Regions from separate parts of the Sus scrofa genome. Here all the other regions are linked to region 4. Evidence: chromatin contacts called from public Hi-C and promoter capture Hi-C data. All regions are on one chromosome and are shown on one strand. Each heading gives the region's core, a stretch centred on a gene start, on an enhancer-like site or on the middle of the called end of the contact. The rest is flanking DNA. Distances are from core to core; before and after follow the strand shown. Region 1 holds the start of EMC9 (ER membrane protein complex subunit 9). Region 2 holds the start of IRF9 (interferon regulatory factor 9). Region 3 holds the start of TINF2 (TERF1-interacting nuclear factor 2). Region 4 holds the start of TM9SF1 (transmembrane 9 superfamily member 1).

What was found. Promoter capture Hi-C pulls out the DNA fragments that hold promoters and counts their contacts. A called contact is a pair of places that touch in the nucleus more often than the background predicts.
Region 1: a Hi-C map of liver shows a contact between it and region 4, with 2.7 times the contacts expected there. The contact joins the promoter of EMC9 here to the promoter of TM9SF1 in region 4. A contact is called at or near these places in 2 of 5 promoter capture datasets (both in liver), 14 of 47 Hi-C or Micro-C datasets (alveolar macrophages, blood, embryonic fibroblasts and 8 more) and 2 of 2 datasets of contacts at active chromatin or transcription factors (alveolar macrophages and skeletal muscle).
Region 2: a promoter capture Hi-C map of liver shows a contact between it and region 4, with 5 times the contacts expected there. The contact joins the promoter of IRF9 here to the promoter of TM9SF1 in region 4. A contact is called at or near these places in 2 of 5 promoter capture datasets (both in liver), 14 of 47 Hi-C or Micro-C datasets (alveolar macrophages, blood, embryonic fibroblasts and 8 more) and 2 of 2 datasets of contacts at active chromatin or transcription factors (alveolar macrophages and skeletal muscle).
Region 3: a Hi-C map of skeletal muscle shows a contact between it and region 4, with 3 times the contacts expected there. The contact joins the promoter of TINF2 here to the promoter of TM9SF1 in region 4. A contact is called at or near these places in 3 of 47 Hi-C or Micro-C datasets (heart right ventricle, liver and skeletal muscle).

Annotation. Positions count from the first base shown.
Region 1 is chr7:75,157,631-75,160,573 of Sscrofa11.1, reverse strand. EMC9 (ER membrane protein complex subunit 9) reads right to left here and starts at 1,340. Exons shown (of 5, transcript XR_002345919.1): 1 at 1,232-1,340; 2 at 735-811. It overlaps PSME2 (proteasome activator subunit 2), which reads right to left. Exons shown (of 11, transcript NM_214279.1): 10 at 2,920-2,943; 11 at 2,708-2,830. The coding sequence ends at 2,750.
Region 2 is chr7:75,138,045-75,141,029 of Sscrofa11.1, reverse strand. It overlaps IRF9 (interferon regulatory factor 9), which reads left to right and starts at 1,389. Exons shown (of 9, transcript NM_001078670.1): 1 at 1,389-1,467; 2 at 2,495-2,675. The coding sequence starts at 2,496.
Region 3 is chr7:75,055,274-75,058,546 of Sscrofa11.1, reverse strand. TINF2 (TERF1-interacting nuclear factor 2) reads right to left here and starts at 1,756. Exons shown (of 8, transcript XR_002345917.1): 1 at 1,212-1,756; 2 at 965-1,069; 3 at 744-845; 4 at 1-665.
Region 4 is chr7:75,102,402-75,105,573 of Sscrofa11.1, reverse strand. TM9SF1 (transmembrane 9 superfamily member 1) reads right to left here and starts at 1,603. Exons shown (of 6, transcript XM_013978190.2): 1 at 1,308-1,603; 2 at 317-674. The coding sequence starts at 658. It also overlaps a transcript of TSSK4 not described here.

The DNA.
Region 1 (2,943 bases), core at 91-2,590, 55 kb before region 4:
GACCCCTAGCCTGGGAACCTCCATATGCCGAGGGAGCGGCTCAAGAAAAACACAAAAAGACAAAAAAAAAAAAAAAAAAAAGTTATGGTACATCCATACTGATGCTGTATAGCTGTTACGGTAAGGTAGATAATAGTGTAATGATGGAAAGGTGTCAGATATTTATTAAGGAGGAAAAAGCAAATTACAAAACAGTATCAGTTGATCCAGATACATGAGTACTATGTAAGTAGATAACTTTTTCTACATACAGCTGACTGGTGAACAACGAAGGGGTTAGGAGCAGAGACCCTCCTGCAGTTGAAAATCTGCAGGTAACTTTATAGTGGTCCCTCCATTACAGATTCTGCATGGGTATTCAACCAACTGTTTCACCTATTAAGGTCCGCAGGCAGCTCAAACCCATCTTGTTCAATGATCAACTGTATATATAAAAAAACTTTCTTTTTTAAAAAGTTGCTGCTTGGGTTTCCTTTGTGTTTTTTCAGCACTTGTGGGGGGGGTGCATCTCAGTTAAAGCAGGTGTCAGCCTGTTCTTACTGAAACGTAGTTGTCCTCCCCACCCCCAGGGAAACATGTTTCCTTACATTTCCTCACTGCAGTACCAGCCTAGTGCCTGATGTACAGTGCCTACTCCTAAGCTTTTGATGAAGGAAAAATGGAGAGAATGACTAAGAAGGGTTCTCTTGACTCCCCCACCCCATAACCCTTAGCCTTCTGCCTCTGGCACTCACCTCTGGTCGTCCAAAGCTGCATTGGCATGGTAGTACCCTGCCACTACCAGCCCGGCCTGCGCGCCCCACACATCCACCTGCCATGGGAAAGGGACCATCAGTAACTAAATCGTACCGCCCGCCCCGTGGGTGCGCACTATTGCCAAGAGGCCAGGGATGGGCTTAGGGCTGTTAGGGGCTGGTTAGGGTGGTAGGTGGGCGTCCAGCGGCGGCACCTGGTTGAGGGCGACCTCCAGCATGACAGACAAGGCCAGGTGGCTGTGGAACAGGGGGACACAGTCGGTGAGGCACAGGCATTCTCCCGACCGCGGCGCGGGCGCCAGCAATAGCCCGTTGACAGCGGCATGCGGGTAGCGGGCGGCGTGCAGACACATCTTCACGTAGGCCCGGGCGGAGATCTCCACCTCCCCCATGGCGAGCGGGGCCCCCAGCTCTCGTCCGCGAAGCCCCCTCCAACGCCCGAGGGCCCTCTTGGGCCCTTCCCCGTGCCTCCTCACTTAGGTTCGACAGTGGCGCTGACCCAGCTCAAAGACAGCCCACCGGCTCCCGCCGATCTCAGCCTGGCGACCGGCCCCCACCTGGCCCGGAAGGCGGGCGGCCTGGATTGCATGCTGCAGCACCGAGCTCCGCCTCCCCCCGCCCCCAAGTGGCGGCCACAGAGAAGAGCTTGCCTCGGGGACACGGAACCTGCGCCTCCAAGCCTGACCAGCTTCTGGAGTCCCGCCCACGTAATGATCTTTGATAGGTTTAGAGTGTCTCGTTTTGCCCAATCACCAACCGCATCCAATCTTGCCCCGCCTTTGTCTCCGGCGGCTGAAAAAGAACCCACAACGGTAGAGAGCTTCCCTCAAGCTGATTGGCTAGGCTACCCCACTTCGGCTCCGGATTGCAGGATGACTGCGTCTGTTATCTCTGCCGCCCGCCCCTACAGGCCCAGCTGGGTGGAGCCCGCGTCCCGCGTCGGGTGTCTTTGGAACCGTGGAACTTCGAACCAATGTGAGTACACAGGGGACGCCTGACTCCTACTATAGAATGAATGGGTTTGTGCTCTAGGGCGGCTCTGCCACTAACTAATGAGCCATGTTACTTTTGCAATCACAGGTTATCGGGCCGTTGGTTTCCTCAGTGTAATATCTACAGAAATAAAAACGGCTTTGACTGCAAGCGGGGGTAAAGGTCAAAAAGATTTTTATAGACCCATCCTTCCGATAATGTCCTGTGGTATAATTTCCTTAAGCCAAAATGTTTTGGGAGCGTTTTTTTCCCCTCCCAGCTCTTGAGAAGGAACCCAAGCATAATTTTCCCCGGGGAAGCCTCATTCTCTCTTCAGGCTTGCTCTGAGCTGATGGCAAGGGTGGTTTCTTTCTTCATTCCCTGATCTCAGCCGCAGAGCTTTCCCTCTATCTGTCCAAAGTCTGATTATTCCTATAAGGTTCTGCCCAAATGCCGCCTCTTTCAGGAAGAACTCATGAGACCTTCCACATGGAAAAAATCTTGTGAAATCCCCAAATACAGATTATCTTCATGGCTGTCAGGCCATGTAACTGTTATTTAGGATAACTTCTTAAGAACAGGATGGACCTCTTAACTCATCTCTGTCTTCCTGGCACCCCTCCCTTTCCCATCATCGCATTCACATTTAGTAGCTGGACAGAGGTGACACTTTGCTTTCTTTTTTTATTCGTCTTTTTGTTCTTTTAGGACCGCACCCACGGCACATGGAGGTTCCCAGGCTAGGGGTCCAATTGGCATTGTAGCCGTCGGCCTACACCAGAGCCACTGCAATGCGGGATCTGAGCCATGTCTGCAACCTACACCACAGCTCACAGGCAACCCCGGATCCTTAACCCACTGAGCGAGGCCAGCGATTGAACTCACAACCTCATGGTTCTTAGTTGGATTCGTTAACCACTGAGCCATGACGGGAACTCCCACTTTGCTTTCTGAATAAATGACACACACCAGAGGTGATCCACACAAAGTACAGGTCATTTATTTCCCTTACAACCCTGGGCTCAGTACATTGATGGCTTTTCTTCACCCTTTGGGTTGACAATTTTCTCCAGGTTGCTGCTGATAATATGGTAAAGCTCAGCCTGGAAGAAAGCCAGAGGGCAACAGTCAGGTTCCTGGCCTTTCCTTTGCCCCCTCATCCACCTCCCTTAGGGGCTTACTCCAGACTCACATAGAAGGCCCTCAGGTCCAGCAC
Region 2 (2,985 bases), core at 140-2,639, 36 kb before region 4:
CCCAGCTCTCTTGGGGCTTTGTGGTCCATGGCCTTCCTCCCCCTGACAGAGTCCCTTCCTTCCCTTACCCCTAGGTGGCTGCCGAGTGATGGAGCAGAAGGAGGTGCCCAATGGCTTCCGGGACGAAGCCTGTGGCAAGGAGACTCCTGCTGGCTATGCTGGCCTCTGCCAGTGAGTGGCAGGCAGGGCATGAAGCATGGCAGTGGGGGGGAGACAGAGGGACTGGGTCTCTGGGATCAGTAGGTCCTGCAAGGAGTGGGAGATGGGGCCCTTCCAGGCAAGAGGCAAAGAGAGGTAGTAGCAGGCAGTGGGCGCAGGTTGGCAAGCGCCTACCGAGCCACGGGTGAGGGGTGTCGGTCTTGTTCATCCGAGGATCAGCCAAACAGAAGAACAAATATTTCGCTCTATCATCTCCCCAGGGCACACTACAAAGAATATCTTGTGAGCCTCATCAATGCCCACTCTCTGGACCCAGCCACCCTGTATGAGGTGGAGGAGCTGGAGACAGCTGCCGAGCGCTACCTGCACATGCACCCCCAGCCGCTGCCTGGGGAGGATCCCCCAACCTATCACGCACGCTTATTGCAGGTAAAGCCTTCCCCCGGCCTGGCCCCTGAGCCCACTCCCTAGAAATCCCCTGTCCTGCCTGTGTCTGAGCCCTGTGCTTCGTTTCATCATCTTCTCTCTCCTTCTGCAGAAGCTGATAGAAGAGGTGCCCTTGGGACAGAGTATCCCCCGCAGGAGGAAGTAGCTGAGGGCGAGGGTCCCTTGGTCCGACTTCCTCAGGAGCAGCTCCAGCACTAATAAAGAGGCATTTCCTTGCCCAGGCTTCTTGGTGGTCCTTCTTCCTGACCCCACCATCTGGGGGCACCAGGGAAGGGGGGGTGGTGAACAGAGCTTTGCCAAAAGGGCTCCCTCAGCCCGCTGACCAGCCCACTCTGGACTCAGGCCAAGAAGGAACTGGCCTCGCGGCTGGCCAGGGGAGGCCCTCCGCATCCAGCCCCCTGGCCTGAGCTTCTCTTTCCCTGCCTCCTTGCTTTCACCAAATCCAGCTGATGTGTGGGCTCACCTAGTAGGTAGCAAGCAGGCACTGTAGGGGAAGGCAGATGCCCAAGTAGTACAGAGCTAACCAGCGGCCCCAGGCCAGACTCCAGGATACTGCAGCCTCCCTGGGGAAGCAGCTGTGTCACAGAGATGGTGGGATCCGAGCAAGAAGTGTCCTGAGGGAGGAAAGGGAATGAGGCCCAGCGGGCCAACCATAAGCATCTCAGCTGCTGCTTCCCCCTAGTGGCAACCAGTTGCCCTGCAACTCGGAGACCACGTGATTTCGGGGAAACGGACCTCCCTGAAGGAGAACTGAAACTTAGGGTGGGGACTGTAGAAAGGGGCGGAGAAATCCAGAAGCTGCCTAGCCGGGAGCTGAGCTGTGGTCGGCTGAGCCCTGGGACAGCCTGCACAGCAGCTCAGGTAAGATTAACCAAAAACGGCTGTCAGCCTGGGTCAAGGTCGGGGAAGCCCTGCGGGAGGTGGTGGGTGGGGGCTCCTAGGGACCCCCCTGCTAGACAGAGGAATACCAGAAGGCTTGTGAACCAGGGAGCTGGAAGTTTGGCTTGAGTGAAAGACTGGTCAGGGGCCGGTGTCCCACACCTTATCTGTTGGCAAAGGACAGGAGGACCTACTACCGGGTTCTTGAGGGAAGAAGGCATTGCCCCATCCCCGATTGTTTTGCTGCCTTCTGGCCCTGCCCACTTCCGCCCCAGCTCTGCCCCCTCTCTCTGCCCCACCTACCCCTGGGACAAGCAGGGGGGAGGGTTAGGGGGCATCAAAGGATAAGTTGTGGGGATGGTGGGTGAAGAGGGTTGATGAGGCATCTCAAGCAGCTGCTGTATCTGCAAATGCTTGGGGGTGTCAAGCTCTCTCACTGGGAGCAGGACACCAGGGCATTTTCCTTCCAAACAATAGATTCCTAAAAAGTCTTAAGACCAATTCCTGTTGCCTTCCAGATGCTACATCTTGGTAGTTTGCCTGTTTGTTTGTCTTTTTGCCTTTTCTAAGGCCGTTTCCGAGGCTCATGGAGGTTCCCAGGCTAGGGGTCTAATCAGAGCTGTATCCACCGGCCACAGCCAGAGCCACAGCAGCGTGGGATCCGAGCTGCGTCTGCGACCTACACCACAGCTCACGGCAACGCTGGATCCTTAACTCACTGAGCAAGGCCAGGGATCGAACCTGCAACCTCATGGTTCCTAGTCGGATTTGTTAACCACTGCGCCACAACAGGAACTCCAGATGCTACATCTTGGGATGTTAAAGTATTTCCGGTGATTGCTAGTGATGACAGAAACAAAACAATTCAGCCTCAGAATTCTGAGATATGTCCAGAGACAAAAGACAGAGGGGGTCTCTGGCAGCCCTTTGCCAGAATCCAGTCCCTCTGGCGAGGATCTCACTCTTCCCAAAATGTCCAGTGACAGCTTCCCACTGATCTTATCCCCAGGATGGCTTCAGGCAGGGCTCGCTGCACCCGAAAGCTCCGGAACTGGGTGGTGGAGCAAGTGGAGAGCGGGCAGTTCCCAGGAGTGTGCTGGGACGACGACGCCAAGACCATGTTCCGGATTCCCTGGAAGCATGCGGGCAAGCAGGATTTCCGGGAGGATCAGGATGCAGCCTTCTTCAAGGTGAAGGGCCTGGAAACCGGCCCCTCAGAGGGAGGGACGGAGTATATACACTGGCGCTCTCCCCCTCGAGGCGTTGTGTCCGCCTGGGTTTCAGATAAAGGGGAGATGAAGCGTAGGATCGGCTACGTAATTATCAGAGGCCAGTGCAAAATGAAAATGCAAAACTCAGCCAGCGTCTCAAGACAGCAACAACGGAGCATAAGCCTAGTACGGGCCGTTGTGTGCGCGCGCTCTCAGGCCACACGTCCATCCATGAAGCCAGCCTGGTAGAGGGTCAGCAGGGGTCTGTAACAGGCTGCCTTCTCTTTAC
Region 3 (3,273 bases), core at 507-3,006, 47 kb after region 4:
GTCAGTAGCAGAGCACTCTGAAAAAGCAAGCAGAGCTGCTTAAAAAGGCAACCTACTGGAGTTCCCCTCCTGGCTCAGTGGTTAAGGAATCCGACTAGGAACCATGAGATTGCAGGTTCGATCCCTGGCCTCGCTCAATGGGATGAGCGTAGCCTTGACCTGTGCTGTAGGTTGCAGGTGCGGCTCGGATCCCGTGTTGCTGTGGCTCTGGCGTAGGCTGGTGGCTATATTTCTGATTAGACCCTAGCCTGGGAATCTCCATATGCCGCGGAAGCAGCCCTAGAAAAGGCAAAAAAGACAAAAAAAAAAAAAAAAAAGTCTCAGGCTAGACATTCCACCCCCAAATTCTTAGTTTTCAGAGATGGTCCTGGTACCTGGAGGTGGCCACCCCATGTCCACAACATACTGGCTCAGGACAAAAGAAGTGACAGAAGCTCCAGGCTGCATCCAATTCAGCACATCCTGAAGCTGTGGGCAAGGAGAAGAGAGGCATAAAGACCACAGTCCTTGACACAACCACCCACATTCTACCCTTAATGTGTTTTGTTCCCAGAAACCTGCTGTGCCTGCAGTGTAGGCAGTGCTTTTTCCAGCTGACACAAGTATTCAAAAAACAGCTTTTCCATGGCAGCCAGGAAAGTTTCCCCATACTCTTGCTCAAGTCCCTGCAGGAAGGAAAGAAGCAGGTCAGAAAAGGACTAAAGAAAAAGCTACACCATAGCTTCCAAAGCTGCCAGTCCCACCTGTAGGTTCGAAGCCAAATCAACAGAATCCTTTGCTAGTTGCTTCACCTGCTGGCAAAAGGTTTCCTGGGCCTCTGAGATTTTCCTCAGATCCTGCTTTGTCTGTTGGGAGTAAGGAAAGCAAACAAGTTAGGGACATCAGGACCAGTGACAGGAAGGAGGAGCAACTGTGCTGCCCTAAGTGTTAACTGGGGGTAGGGCTTCTTCCAGGGACGACTCACGGCTTTGGGGTCCCGCACCACAGGTCCAGACTCTGGGAAGTGGTGATTCAGGGCATTCAGAACCTGGGCCCAAGGCCGGCCCTGCAGGATCAGCTCCACCACCAGCTGTGAAGAATACTGAGCTCAGAATCCCCACGTCGGGGCAAGCTACCCTTTTCCAACCAGTCCCACTCCAGAGCGGTCGGTCCAGCAGAGGACCTCGTATCCCTCCCCTTTCCCCTCAACCAGGTCCTACTGACTCCAATACCTTGGCCTTTAGGCCCATACACAGGCGTTCATGGTGCCGGTAGCGAACCAAGCCAGGGGCAGCAGCGCGCAGGGATCGCAGAAACTCCAATACTCGCGGAAAATGCTCCACGCGCCGTCCGCGCACAACTTGCCAGCTGGCTGCGGCTGCGAAGCGCAGGGCTGCGGGACCAGCCTCCGGGGGCGCGGCCATGGCCGGCGGGCTCCACCCCAGGGGCCGTCCCTTTTGGTTCCTACCTCCAAGGCGAGGCTTCGCGACTCCTCCTAGGGGTGGGGCTTCCGGTGGCCCTCCGACTCCGCTATTTTGGTCTGCGCCGCATAGTTCGCGATCTGAGTCCACACCCTCCCGTGGGTCACTAGAATTCTAGGGTTTTTTTCCCCAACTCTGGATGCAGCCCGAATGGAGAAGCTGGCCAGCTACACTGGCACCAGGTTGCTGTGTCTTAGACGCCGCCGCAGTCTCTAACCGGACGGCTACCTCGCTTCGGCTCTGCCACCAGTTTCCCTACCCCGGAAAAGGGTGGCAGTGGAGAACCAATGGGCCTTCAGGCAGAGGAGACGTGACGTCGCGTCATAAGGCCACGCCCCCGCAGATCCGGCTGCGCCGCTGCCGGCTCCCGCCCACTGTGACCTGCTCTGCTGACGGCCGGTGGGTGGTGGCGAGTGCAGTTTTGGGTCCCGCCCCTGGCCTCGGTGTTTTTTTGCGGAGCATATAGAGAAGTCACGTCTTTCTTTGAGGTCTAGCTTTTTGGTCTTTGAAGGAGGTCTATGCCACTTCCTTTCTCCATTGTCTTCACCTCTCAAATACGATTCCTTAAATCCCGGCACCCAAACCAGCGCCTGCAAAGCCTTTCCCGGCGGCGCGCCGCTGCCATTAAGAATTCAACTGTTCTTCCTTTCACAGAACAGAAGAGGGCGCCCGCCTTTAAAAAATAAAATACAGGGAGTTCCTGGTGTGGTTCAGCGGGTTACGGACCTGACTAGTATGCTTGAGGATGCAGGTTCGATCCTTGACCCTGCTTAGTGGGTTGAGGGTCAGTTGCCTTGAGCTTTGCTGTAGGTTGCAGACGCGCCTCAGATCTAGCGTTGCTGTGGGTGTGGTGGAGGCCAGCAGCGGTAGCTCCCATTCGACCCCTAGCCTGAGAACTTCCATATGCCACGGGTGTGGCCCTAAAAAAGCAAAGGAAATCCAACCAAACAAACAAAAACAAACCCGAAAACAAAGTTTAAAAAGATACATCAGGAGTTCCCGTCGTGGCGCAGTGGTTAACGAATCCGACTAGGAACCATGAGGTTGTGGGTTCGGTCCCTGCCCTTGCTCAGTGGGTTGACGATCCGGCGTTGCCGTGAGCTGTGGTGTAGATCGCAGACGCGGCTCGGATCCCGCGTTGCTGTGGCTCTGGCGTAGGCCGGTGGCTACAGCTCCGATTCGACCCCTAGCCTGGGAACCTCCATATGCCCCGGGAGCGGCCCAAGAAATAGCAACAACAACAACAAAAAAAAAGACAAAAGACAAAAAAAAAAAAAAAGATACATCAGATTGTTACCCTGTTTTTCTCTAGATGGTGAGACTAGGTAATATTCTATGTTTTCTATGTTTGCTATCTTTTCTTTTTTAATCATGAAGTGCTAAAGTAAATAATAAAAATAGATTTTCTTTTTCAAATTGCTTCCGCGCACTTGCTACAGTCAGTCCCCTAATGTAAATGACTGTTTTACTTGTCTTTCTCCTTGTCACAGTTTCTGGTGCCTCTCATTTCCATTGCCAGGAACAGAACCTCTGCACACAATGTACATTTTCTGTTGATTGAATTAATTACCTTCTCTGACTGCCTTACAGGGGTTTAGTGAAATTACCCTTTCTTTGGGGCATCTCCTTTCCTAGATATAATGGCTCCCCACCGTCTCCACTTAAGATCAGTCTTCTGAGGTGCCCCACATATTCAGCTGCCCAGGGGGCATCTAGTTGGAGGTCCCGAAGTACCCAGATCAGACATGTATGAAATTCTAGTTATATTTCACTTTTGAGACATAATTTTGATATATACAGAAGTCTAGGTTGG
Region 4 (3,172 bases), core at 354-2,853:
ATGCCGAGAGGTAGGAGTGGGAAGACATGACTACATAGGAGTGATAGTTGGTACCCTACTACCAACAGAGAAGCTCTGAGTCTGGATCCCTGGGCACCAACATCAGCTCTGCAATTTACTATCCCTGTAGTCCTGAAAAAGTTACTATGTTTCTTTGTTAATCAAATGCAAATATACCATTTCCCCTGCCTGCCACAAGGGGTTGTAGTTATTATCAACTCGGCCCATTTCCACAAAGCTGCTTTGCAAACCGTAAAGGCACGTTATTAGTCCCTGGCAGGGAGGGCTAAGTTCTAGTCAATGTGGAGAGGCTGACCTGCGCGGAATTGAGCTGCATGTGGCATAGAATTCTCTTCTCCACATTCTCCCGAAAGCGGATCTCGTACAAAGACTCAGCCATTCGGTCCCCATCCAGCACTTCACCCAGGCTAAGGCTTTTGTGACGAATCTTCTCAGGACAGCATACTGGAAGCTGATAGTAGTGGTAAGTCTCCTGAGGGTTATGATAAGGTCCCACTTTGTTGACATACAGAATGACGGGGTCGCCGGCCTTGTAGTGTGTCACACCTTCCACCCCTGGCTCACGGCCTGTGCCCAGCAGCAGCAAGAGTGGCAACCACCGGCAGCTCCAACTTCGAAGGTGCCCTAGAACTGTCATCCTTAGGCAGCGGAACCTGTTTGGGGGAATCCTGCAGTTATCGGAACCAGGGTCAAACGACGCCCAATGGCTCCAATTCCTCCCCTTGGCCCTTCCGACCCTCCCTCAGGAGGCCACCTCCCCAACCGCCACACCACACCACGTCTCTAAACCGAACACTGGGCTCTGCCTCTGCTCCCTAGTCTTCTCAACCTGGGGTACCCCCTCTGCTAGCCCTTCTGCTCCGGACCTCCCCGCGCGCCCCAGCCCGTTTCCATGGCAACGCCACGCGGCCTCGCACCTTCCCGCCGCAGCCCCAGGGTGCTCTCCGCGCGGGAAGGGCTGGCCGAGGCGCCGCCAGCGGCCTCTGCCGCCCCGCAGCAGCCCTTGCGCTCTTGCCGGGGTCTCCCCCAGAGCGGCGCGCTAGCGGGGGCCTGGAGAGGACCCGACGACTGACCTCCACGGGGCTGGCCGCTGCAGTGCCTGATCGCAGCGGCTGCGATCACACCGCGAGACACCGCTCCCAGCTCACTTAAGGGTTCTGCAAGGAGCTTTCCACTGCCAGAGGCCGGGCCCGGCTCTGGAGCCCCCGCGAGGCTTGCCTAGCCTGTCGCTTGGCAGGGGGCCCTCCAGGCGATCGGAAGGGCAGCTCAGGACACGTCAGTCTTACCACTTCCGCCTTCACCCGCGGGGACCTCGGCCCCTTCCTGGAGCCAGCAGGGGGCCACGCCCCCCCCGCGGCCGTTGCTGTTCCAATCCTTCCCGCTTTCCCCGGGAGGGGGCTGCGGTTGAGAACTGGCTTTGGGGACACAGACGCCCCTTTTGGATAAGAGTCGCCGCCAAGCGGGCCGCCTGTTCCCGGCAAGGTTTGGGTTGGACGCCTGAGAACAGTTCCCGCAGCGCGCCCAGTGACTACCCAGGACACCGAGCCCGGGCGGCGGCTGCGCCCACACCTGGTGTACGTCCGAAGCATTTGCGGGCTCAACCAATGGGACTCGCCACCCACTGCTGAGGCCAAGCCCCGAGAGGCGGTTCAGGGCCCCCAGCCCGGGCGGGTGTGAGGCTTTGGGCGTCGCTATGCTAGGACAGCGAGGACACAGCCCATGAAAGGATCGCAGAGTCTGGATCTCACCTGACTATTGCTCTACCAACCGTCATGAGTGGCCTCTCGCCCCAAACCAAATATGTGATACATCTTCCGAAGACTGTACTGGAGCCATGATCTTTTAACGACCGTCCTGTGTCCAGCGATAGCTGAGCCTGGGCCAGGTCTGGTGTAGAAGCACGCAAAGAAATAGGATGTTTGCACTTTTACCCCGTGAGTTGGGCACCCTGACACTTAATGTAAATTGCAGGTAAAGAATCTCAACATGCTTTGATTTCTGTGTCTTTATTTTTATTTACCTGTGTGTATGTGTTTGAGCCTCGCTTAATTTTGTTTTTTGGGTTTGTTTGTTTTTGCTTTTTAGGGCCGCACCCGAGGCATATGGAGGTTCCCAGGCTATGGGTCTAATCGGAGCCTACACCACAGCCACAGCAACGCCAGATCCAGCAGTGTCTGCAACCTACACCACAGCTGACAGCAACGCCGGGTCCTTAACCCACTGAGCGAGGCCAGGGATGGAACCCGAAACCTCACACTTCCTAATCAGATTCGTTTCCGTTGCGCCAGGATGGGAACTCTGCCTTTCTTAATTTTGTATCGCAGATTACTCTGGAAAAGTTTACACTCATTTGTCAAGGGATCTGCCATTAGGCAAATTACCCTGGAGATCAAAACCCAGGACTGTGACTTCGTTTGGCCCCCTGGGAGCAACATGTCGGGAAGCTGACTTAGGGGTCCCTCTCCCTGAGTAAAGACAGCTACAAGTCTCGAGTTGCTTATGGCTTGAAAAGTCCTTCATTTACTCACTTCAGCCCTCCTCTCCACAGGAGGAGGTTCAGATCCTGGAAGTAGGAGACTAAGATTTTTGGACAAAGAATTTTGTAATTAGAAAAGTAAGCTAGAGTGGCTTTGGGATAGTCTTGTATATGACAATCATCTGGTCTCTAAACCTGGGCCTCTTTCACAATTAACCACACCGCCCCACCCCCACCCCACCGCTAAAATCAGTGCCACCAAGGTTCCTCTGCTTTTCTCTCAAATATCTTCGAAATTGCTCTCCATGCTGCCTAGGTTCTGGCCCCATGCCCTCACTTAAAATATGACAACCATCTTGCTAGCCTCTTAGTCACCTCTCCCCTTGGATCCATTTTCCACACTGCTGCTGTAAGGATTTTTTTTCTTTTTTAATCTTAAGGATGTCCTATTTCCTGCAGCAGTGATTCTTTTTTTTTTTTTTAATACAAGTTTTAAATGTTACTTTCCATATGCAGTTATTACAAAATATTGGCTATATTTCCCATGTTGTGCAATACATCCTTGAGCCTATCTTACACCCAATAGTTTGTACCTTGCATTCTCCCCCTATATCGCCACCCCCACACACTCACCCCCTCCCCATATCCACTAGCTTATTCTCTTATACCTGTGAG